Regions from separate parts of the Zea mays genome. Here regions 1 and 3 are each linked to region 2. A link is a contact called in public Hi-C data. All regions are on one chromosome and are shown on one strand. Each heading gives the region's core, a stretch centred on a gene start, on an enhancer-like site or on the middle of the called end of the contact. The rest is flanking DNA. Distances are from core to core; before and after follow the strand shown. Region 1 holds the start of LOC100280191. Region 2 holds the start of LOC541682 ((S)-adenosyl-L-methionine:delta 24-sterol methyltransferase). Region 3 holds the start of LOC100283974 (40S ribosomal protein S2-like).

What was found. Hi-C and Micro-C count contacts between places; a contact is called where the count stands out from the background.
Region 1: a Hi-C map of tassel shows a contact between it and region 2, with 2.2 times the contacts expected there. The contact joins the promoter of LOC100280191 here to the promoter of LOC541682 in region 2. A contact is called at or near these places in 7 of 25 Hi-C or Micro-C datasets (bundle sheath, ear, leaf and 1 more).
Region 3: a Hi-C map of ear shows a contact between it and region 2, with 2.2 times the contacts expected there. The contact joins the promoter of LOC100283974 here to the promoter of LOC541682 in region 2. A contact is called at or near these places in 3 of 25 Hi-C or Micro-C datasets (ear, leaf mesophyll and tassel).

The regions. Positions count from the first base shown.
Region 1 is chr7:18,953,412-18,956,111 of Zm-B73-REFERENCE-NAM-5.0, reverse strand. LOC100280191 reads left to right here and starts at 1,252. Exons shown (of 2, transcript NM_001367922.1): 1 at 1,252-2,700. The coding sequence starts at 1,547.
Region 2 is chr7:18,655,680-18,658,563 of Zm-B73-REFERENCE-NAM-5.0, reverse strand. LOC541682 ((S)-adenosyl-L-methionine:delta 24-sterol methyltransferase) reads left to right here and starts at 1,510. Exons shown (of 14, transcript NM_001112601.2): 1 at 1,510-1,718; 2 at 2,730-2,843. The coding sequence starts at 2,761. It also overlaps the pseudogene LOC109941033.
Region 3 is chr7:18,996,208-18,999,133 of Zm-B73-REFERENCE-NAM-5.0, reverse strand. It overlaps LOC100283974 (40S ribosomal protein S2-like), which reads right to left and starts at 1,300. Exons shown (of 2, transcript NM_001374374.1): 1 at 439-1,300. The coding sequence starts at 1,116.

The sequences.
Region 1 (2,700 bases), core at 3-2,502, 300 kb before region 2:
GCTATCGCACGCATCGTCTCCGTGCTTGTGCACATCCACACCTCTACGTAGTTACGGGTTTGGGTGACAATATTCAATGCCTTATTATGTCGCAATGAGAGATAAGAGTTGTTCTTATATCCCTTTTGAAGGTGAGCCATGTACTACCAATATATCTCAAAACATCATCTACATTTTGGTCCCTTCTTTTTTTCTGTGTCTATTCAGACTTGCTGAATTCACGGCGGTAACCATAGGAAAAGAAAAATAAAATAAAAGGGAGGATTAGATATTCATAGCAGAATCAAAAGCATAGCGCATGCCAAGACTTTGCCCCCGTCTGATCATTGGTTTATTGATCATCAAATTAAGATCTGTGCACGTATATAGTAATATACTAAGACACTACCAAGTATCAACACTCGCCTCCTAGCTCTAAGGCTCTCTCCAGCAACGTCTTCTAAATTCTATCTACTAAAGTAATATTCTCTGTCTTTTACAGAATCCTCTAAAAAATTTCGTTCTCTATATCTTCGCCAACTCCAGCAACATCCTCTAAATTCGGTACTCTATATCTAACAGAATTCATATACTCATTTTAATACTCATTTTTTGATATTAACACAATTTGAACTTATGTGCGTAATGGAAAAATGAAGTTATTTATTTCTAGAAATTTTATAAAAATGAATTAGGAACTAATTATAATAATTACATTTTGCAACCGACATTACTAATCGTTTTTTCATAACGCCGTCTACGTACATATCTATATATGTATTGGACATAAACTGATAATACTAATCTAATAATCCCAATTAGCAAAAGTGCTGCTACTATTAGATTTACACGCAAAAAAAGAATAGAATTAATTGGCCAGCAGAGGTAGCTGCAGACGGATGACCACATTGAAGAGCGGGCCCAGTGCTGAGCAGACGGATAGCGCGCGTAAGGACTCCTCTATGTTTAGTGTTCGCCGTACGTCCTCTATATTTTAGAGTTCCTTTTAGTGTTCCTTGTTGGACGGCGTAGAGAACGTTTCGTACTCTAAATTTAGAGTACAGAATCATTTAGCGTGTATTGCTGGAGGCAGTCTAATCCTCAACGCAATATGCTATCGGACATCGGTGTACAACAGTGGCGTTCACCTAGCCTCTCATGGTGGGGTATCCACTGCCCTTTCGCACACTCTCTCAGTACTACTGTAGTACTAGAATTTCAACCCATATGTTGAGCAAGAAGACCACCTTCGGGCTTTCCTCTCTCCTCTCGTCCACTTTCTTTCTCTCAGTCACAGAAACACATTCCCTCTCTCTCTCTCCCCGACGGAGTGCGAGTGGGAGCGAGCGGCGGCGGCAGCAGCAGCAGCCACGGCCCCTGTCGCCGTGTGGTGTGCGGGGGCCCCCCTCTCTCCGCTCCTCCCCTACCATACCAGGCTACCACCCAAAACCACACAGAAAAGCAGGCGCACGAACACGCACACGCCAGGCCTGGGCACCACCACCACCACTGCCTTCCCTTGCCCCCGGCTCGCCCCAGGGCCCAGGCCAAGAATCCCCACCCCCAAATGCCTTCCTCCACCCCTTGCTACCGCCGCAGCTTCCTCTTCTTGGCCCTCCTCTCGGCGTGCTCCTCGGCGCCGGGGACGGTGGACGGCGCCGGGACAGCCGGCGGCGGCGGGGATGCCGCGGCAATGCAGGCGCTGCGGCGGGACCTGGCGCCGCCGGGCTGGGGCCCGGGCGCGGACCACTGCGCGTGGCGCGGCGTCACCTGCGCCGGCGGCGGCGGCGCGGTGACCGCGATCGACCTGCCGCGCCGTGGGCTCCGGGGGGACTTCGCCGCCGCCGCCGAGCTCCGCGAGCTGGCACGCCTCGACCTCTCCGCCAACTCGCTCAGCGGCGGAGTCCCGCAGGCGCTCGGCGCGCTCACCCGCCTCGAGTTCCTCGACCTCTCGATGAACGCGCTCGCCGGCGCCGTGCCGCCCGCGCTAGGCGGCGCGTCGAGGCTCCGGTTCCTGAACCTCTCCAACAACGCGCTGTCCGGCGCCATCCCCGACGAGCTCAGGGGCCTCAAGGGGCTCCAGGAGCTGCAGATATCGGGCAACAACCTGACCGGCGCCCTCCCCGGCTGGCTCGCGGGGCTGCCGGGCCTCCGCGTGCTGTCCGCCTACGAGAACGCGCTGTCCGGCCCGATCCCGCCGGGGCTCGGGCTCTCGTCGGAGCTCCAGGTGCTCAACCTCCACTCCAACTCGCTCGAAGGGAGCATCCCCAGCAGCCTCTTCGAGCGCGGCAACCTGCAGGTCCTCATCCTCACCCTGAACCGCCTCAACGGCACCATCCCGGACACCATCGGCCGGTGCCGCGGCCTCTCCAACGTGCGCATCGGTGACAACCTCCTCTCCGGCGCCATCCCGGCGTCCGTCGGGGACGCCGCCAGCCTCACCTACTTCGAGGCCAGCACGAACGACCTGTCCGGCGGGATCCCCGCGCAGCTCGCGCAGTGCGCCAACTTGACGCTGCTCAACCTGGCGTACAACCGCCTCGCCGGCGAGGTGCCGGATGTTCTCGGCGAGCTCAGGAGCCTGCAGGAGCTCATCGTTTCCGGCAATGGCCTCGGCGGAGAGTTCCCGAGATCGATCCTGCGGTGCCGGAACCTCAGCAAGCTGGACCTGAGCTACAACGCTTTCCGTGGCGACTTGCCGGAGAACATCTGCAACGGGTC
Region 2 (2,884 bases), core at 261-2,760:
ACAGCCTGCGCCTGCTCCGCACGCTCCGCCACCAGGACCACGACCACGGCACGGCCTCGCCGGCCTGGGCGGCACGCGCGGCGACCGGCTCCGCTGCGGCGAGCACGAGTACTCCATCCGCGCGCGTGCTGCGCTGGTGTTCCAGTTCCGCACCCCGTCCGCGCGCGTGATGCGCCTCATCCCCTGCATCGCGCCGGCCGTGCCTGACACACCGGGCCTCTACGGCGACGACCGCTACTTCTTCAGCACCGCCGCCGCGCGTGTGTGTGTGGGGGGACCGAAAACAACAATAGCTACAAACTCATCAGGGGAGCCCAGGAATTCGCTCGCCGGATCGACCAAGGCCACGACAGGGCGAGACCCCCACGTTCATCACAGGTAATACAGCCATGGCCGGCTGGCCACATCCCCGTGCTGCCACTCCTGCCCATCAAGCAGACGAAGCCAACGCCTCCTATCTTCAGCTCAACCGCGCACGCCGCAAAAACGAATCCGGAATCCCTGCCGCCGGAGCACAAATAGAGAAAGATGGTGGTGACCCCGTCCCCCTCAGTCCCCGCCTGCAGCGACCTCCCGGCTGCCGTATCCGCCTTCGCCGACGCGTTCGTGGACTTTGCCGTGTCCGGCATCTTCTTCCCGACCTTCCCGTCCTCCTCCTCGCTCCCTCCTCGCCCGAAGACTCCGACCACCTTCATCCCTTGTCCATCCCGGCTCATCGCCATCGGAGACCTCCACGGGGACCTGCCCAAGTCCCTCTCCGCGCTCTGCCTCGTCGGCCTCGTGCCCCCGTCTTGCACCCCCGACTCCCCCTCCGCCTCCTCCTCATGGACCGCGGGGCCCACCCTCGCCGTCCGGCTCGGCGACATCCTCGACCGCGGCGGCGACGAGCTCCGCCTCCTATACCTACTCCGCCTTTCCCTCTCTGCCGAGACACGCGGAGGCGCGTTCCTCCCCATCCTCGGCAACCACGAGGTCAAGAACGTCTCCGGCGACTTCCGCTTCGCCACGCCGCAGGGTTTCCACGACAGGGCGGTGAATCGCGGGGGGGAGGGGGGGGGGGGCTGGATCCATCGCGGCGGTTGTGGCGTGCGCGGGATTCGCGGCGGGGGCTGCTGAGGCGGGGGCAGTCTACATTCTCCTCTTAATAGTTATCTTTTATTAAATTTGTTTTGAATTTAGGGCTATGAGGTGAATTTCGGGTCCTAATATAAATTTCGGGCCAAAAATTAAATTTCGTGCTTTTTATAATTTTAGGTCGCCCAAAATAACCCTAACACATTTAACCAATTACGTGACAGGCCATGGACGCCCGGCACGACCCAAAATTTAAACGGTCTGGACCGACCCAAAATTTAAACGGGCCACCTCGAAATATAAACATGCCATTTTAGGCTTGGCCGGACCGCCGGCCCAATGTTGTAACCCACCCGTGGGGATTGCCAAGCCCACGAAGCCTTAACAAAAATAGTAGTTATACTCCGCCAGCCTTAATTAATCTCACTGGCCAGTGGCCACTGCTTAAATCCCTCTCAGTCTCTCCTTCCTCTCCCATTCCACTAGATTACCACCACCTCCACCTCGTCGTCTCCCACCACCGCCGAGCGCGAGCCCTAGCCCGATCTAGCCGGCGGCAGGCACCAGATCCCGCCGCCCGCGGCGTCCCGGGACGCGCCCCGCCGAATCCGCCGCTCCTCGCACTGCAACACGCCCGGACCACGGTAAGTTTGCCGCGCTGGTTGAGCTCGACCAGGCCCTCCTGCTACCTTCCTCGCATTGGGCTGGGGGGGTGCTCCGGAGACGGTTTTGCCCTGCATAGGCTTCACCTGCATAAGTTTGTTTCGGTTTTTGCGTGAATTATCGAGGTGGTTTTGGCTTGTGCGTTTGGTTTCGTTCGTTTGGGGGTTGGCCGTGCCTGGGTTTGGATTCGGAACGCGGTGCGTGTTGATGCTGGGGGGCCGAATCTACATGCTACATGCCCTATTAAACGGCTGTCACTAGTCCCGATCCCCGATCCCATCGGCTCCTAGCAGAGGCGCACCAGGTCCCACTGCCACCGCAACCAAGCGCACCTTGCCGGCCGCCGCTCGTCCTCATCTTCAAATCCCCTCTTGCACGGCTGCACCTCCTAGCCCGTAGTGTGGATCCATCCCCACACGGCCCTCGCCAAATCTACTCCTCCAGTCGGCAGGAAAGGAACCCCTCTCTACCTCGGAGGCTCGGACAGAGTGAACGCGCCACCCGCCCCGGCGAGCATTGTCCGCTGCCGCGCGCCACCTTCCGCTCACGGGTTAGCTTTCTTCCTCCCCTTTACGTCCGAAATCGTTTGCCCGTCGGCCTTGCAGAAAATCGTTTCTCCGCCCCTGGATACTGGAGACCCAAGCCGTTCTTGATTTCTTCGTCCCCGATCCGTCCAGCTCTCTGACGATTCCTTCGCCTGCCTGCCTGCCTGAGCGCCAATGCAGTTTAGCGCTTTTCCCAAATTTTCTTCGATGCTGACATGTTTGCTTTCACTCTGTTTTGTCCGCATCTTTAGAATCCTTTTGTTTTCTGCTGTGCATTGCTGCCAGCCGGCTACCAGCCTACCACTCGCCCAGTCGCCATCACTTTTCTCCCTTTTTTCTTTGTTTTTTTGTGGGCCTGTCCACGTACATATCGTTGGCGTGGATCGGAATCTTGAAGAGACGGGTGGAGTGGAGACTCTGGTCTCTGACATGCAGCAATTATTGCAGGTGCATTTGATCCGTCCCGGCCGCCTACACGATGTCCAAGTCGGGAGCGCTGGATCTTGCTTCTGGCCTCGGAGGGAAGATCAACAAGGTGGAAGTCAAGTCGGCCGTCGATGAGTACGTTCCTGGATCTGGGCAGCTTCCTCTGCGGGTGGCAT
Region 3 (2,926 bases), core at 51-2,550, 340 kb before region 2:
ACAATCAATGGAACTTTGTGCTGATTCTGCCTCTGTGCAGCAGTGACCAAATAGCAATGACAACTTATTGCGATTCTATTTATATACTAACCCTACCAAGGAAGTTATACATGACGCAAAGCCCAAATAATAACAAGCCCCATTCAAATTTCAGTTCTAATAGAAGACAAATACAAGTAAACAACTACGCTAGGTAGCTTCGTAGTTACAAATATCAAAAGATTTGTAACTTTAGACTACATTTTTTGTCTAAATTTGTATAAGTCTAAATGTAGTATGAAGTTACAAATCTAGACCATAAAATGTTGTGATGGACACTAAAAATCTATCGAAAGATGCGCAGATAACATTAACTAAAAATGCATAGTGTGTAGAGTACCATAGGAAGCAAATAATAAGTAATAACACATAATTACACAAAGATCTAAACAGGTATACCTTGACGAAGTTACCGAGTGTCTTGGTGGAGCCACGGGACGAGGTAAAGACATCTTCAATGCCGGCGAACTGGAGGACCTTCTTGGGCACGCGGGCAGCGACAATCCCGGACCCCCTGGGCGCCGGCACCATGCGCACGGTGACGGACCCGCACTTGCCGGTGACCTTGCAGGGCACAGTGTGCGGCTGGCCGATCTTGTTTCCCCAGTAGCCCCTCCTGACGGGCACGACCGAGAGCTTGGCCAGGATGATGGCGCCACGGATGGCGGTGGCGACCTCCTTGGCGCACTTGACGCCGAGCCCGACGTGGCCGTCCCCGTCGCCGACGACGACGAAGGCCTTGAAACGCGTGCGCTGCCCGGCGCGGGTCTGCTTCTGGACGGGCGTGATCTTCATCACCTCGTCCTTGAGCCCCGGGACGAGGGTCTCCACGATCTGGTGCTCCTTGACCGGCAGCGAGTGCAGGTAGATCTCCTCAATCTTGTTGATCCGGTTCTCCTTCACGAGGCGCCCGAGCTTGGTGACGGGCACCCACTTCTCCTCCTCCTGCTGGCGGCCGCCGCGCCGGCCACCACGGCGACCACCACGGTCGCCGCGCCCGCCGCGACCGAACCCGCGGCCAAAACCGCCACGCTCGCCGCCGCGTTCTCCGCCACGCTCGCCGCCTCGCTCCGCCATAGCTGGGTGAGTGAAGGGTCCGAGGTTGCCGCCGATTTGGCGCGCTGGGAGCGATGTGCTGGGGAGCGGCGGCGCGAGGGTTTGGGAGGGCAGCTGCGTTGAAGCTGGCGGCGGCTTATATACAACGTGGCAGTGGAGAAAGGGATTAGGGTTTGGGGGAACGAGAAGTTGGACTGGGCCGTGCGGTTGTAATGAGCCGTGGAGAATGAGTAGATGGACTCGGGCGCCCAGTGCATTGGCTGTGCGAAGTCTAGTGGATTCCTTGAATGGATGGACAGTGGGCCAGAATCGGGTTAGGCACATTGTGGGTTGTTGGTATTCAATTAGTTATGTTGAGTGTGAGGCTATCTCTAAGAGTCTACCCATCTTATCTCTATATTCAAACTTCACTCTGTGTAAATAGTATAGTCTACATTATAACAGTGTTTTGATTGACTATATGGGTGAACCGTTGGAGACGGTCTAATATGGTCGCAGATATTATATTGGTATTTTAAACCTTTCCTTTAGTAATAGAGACATAAAAAGATATAGAAGATCTATTTATTGATTCTCTTTCCGTGACAATGCAAGCATAAATAGAGGTAAGAAAAACATAATAGATGAACTCTTCTTTTATTATCTATTAAAAAGGGCTACCTATCTATTATATAAGAAACTAAATATGTTTCTAGAGATATGTTTGGTATTGTCCCATATAATTCATTAGGGGTCGTTCAGTTTTCCACGGATTTGTGGCCCGGATTGATTGCCTAATTTATATAAGATTTGATTAGCGGGAACAATTTTGGGTGTATTCCAAGATAAACGAGCAAAGCCTTATAGAGTTTCTTAACACTCTCTGGACAAATGACATTACTAACTCATGCCTCCTTAAAACTCCAAAAAAAAGCAAAGGAAAAAATAAAGTGATTTTCAAGATCAAATGACATAGGCTAATAGTTAAGAGTGCTCTCCCTCTAAACCGTGTAGGTTTCTTAAGTGGCTCATCTCTATACCTTAAACTGAACTTTTGAATGTGATCACAAGCAAGAATTTGATGAATAAATTAGTCAAATTAGGATAGAAAAAATTATCTTAACTTGCACAATTTTCTTCACCCTTATTATAGAGTTAGTGATGATAGGAAAAAAATAGGAGAAATATGTTTTGCCATACTATTCTAATATAACATGTTTCTATTTGTAGATAAATGTGGGGCATTTGAGGTGTCAAAACCATACAACTCATGGATGTGATTACTTATCTGTTGTAGCCAAACACATTCACATGTGACTTCATATATGTAGTTACTAGACATCGCTACTAGTACGTGTTTACTTCGATTCTAGTATATAGCAATAGCACCAAAGAGAAACACAAAACCATGATGGGATCTAACATTAGGGGATCCAAGAGATATCCAACATCTACATATCCCATCGGATTTTGATCCTTTTATCTTGAGAAAACAGTCCAAGATCTTGGGTGGCGTTTGGTTCGTGAAATGTAACATAAATGGTAATGATAACGATTCACACTCGAATACGGACGATAACAAATTTGAATAATGTCGTATCCATTTGTAGTGTGGTATCGATTACGGTTAGACTTAAACAAACATGATTTAACGTTATTGGTTTCCCATTGCGTTACAAGTATGTGAACCAAACGGCACCTTGAGTGCCTTTGATGTATCTTAGTATAGTCTTATCACATGTCCAACGTATTCTAGATGTGTTCACACTATGCCTAGCTACCAAACTCAATGTGAATGCAATATCAAGCATAGTGCAGTTCGCAAGATACATAGATGCTCAAATAGCGAAGG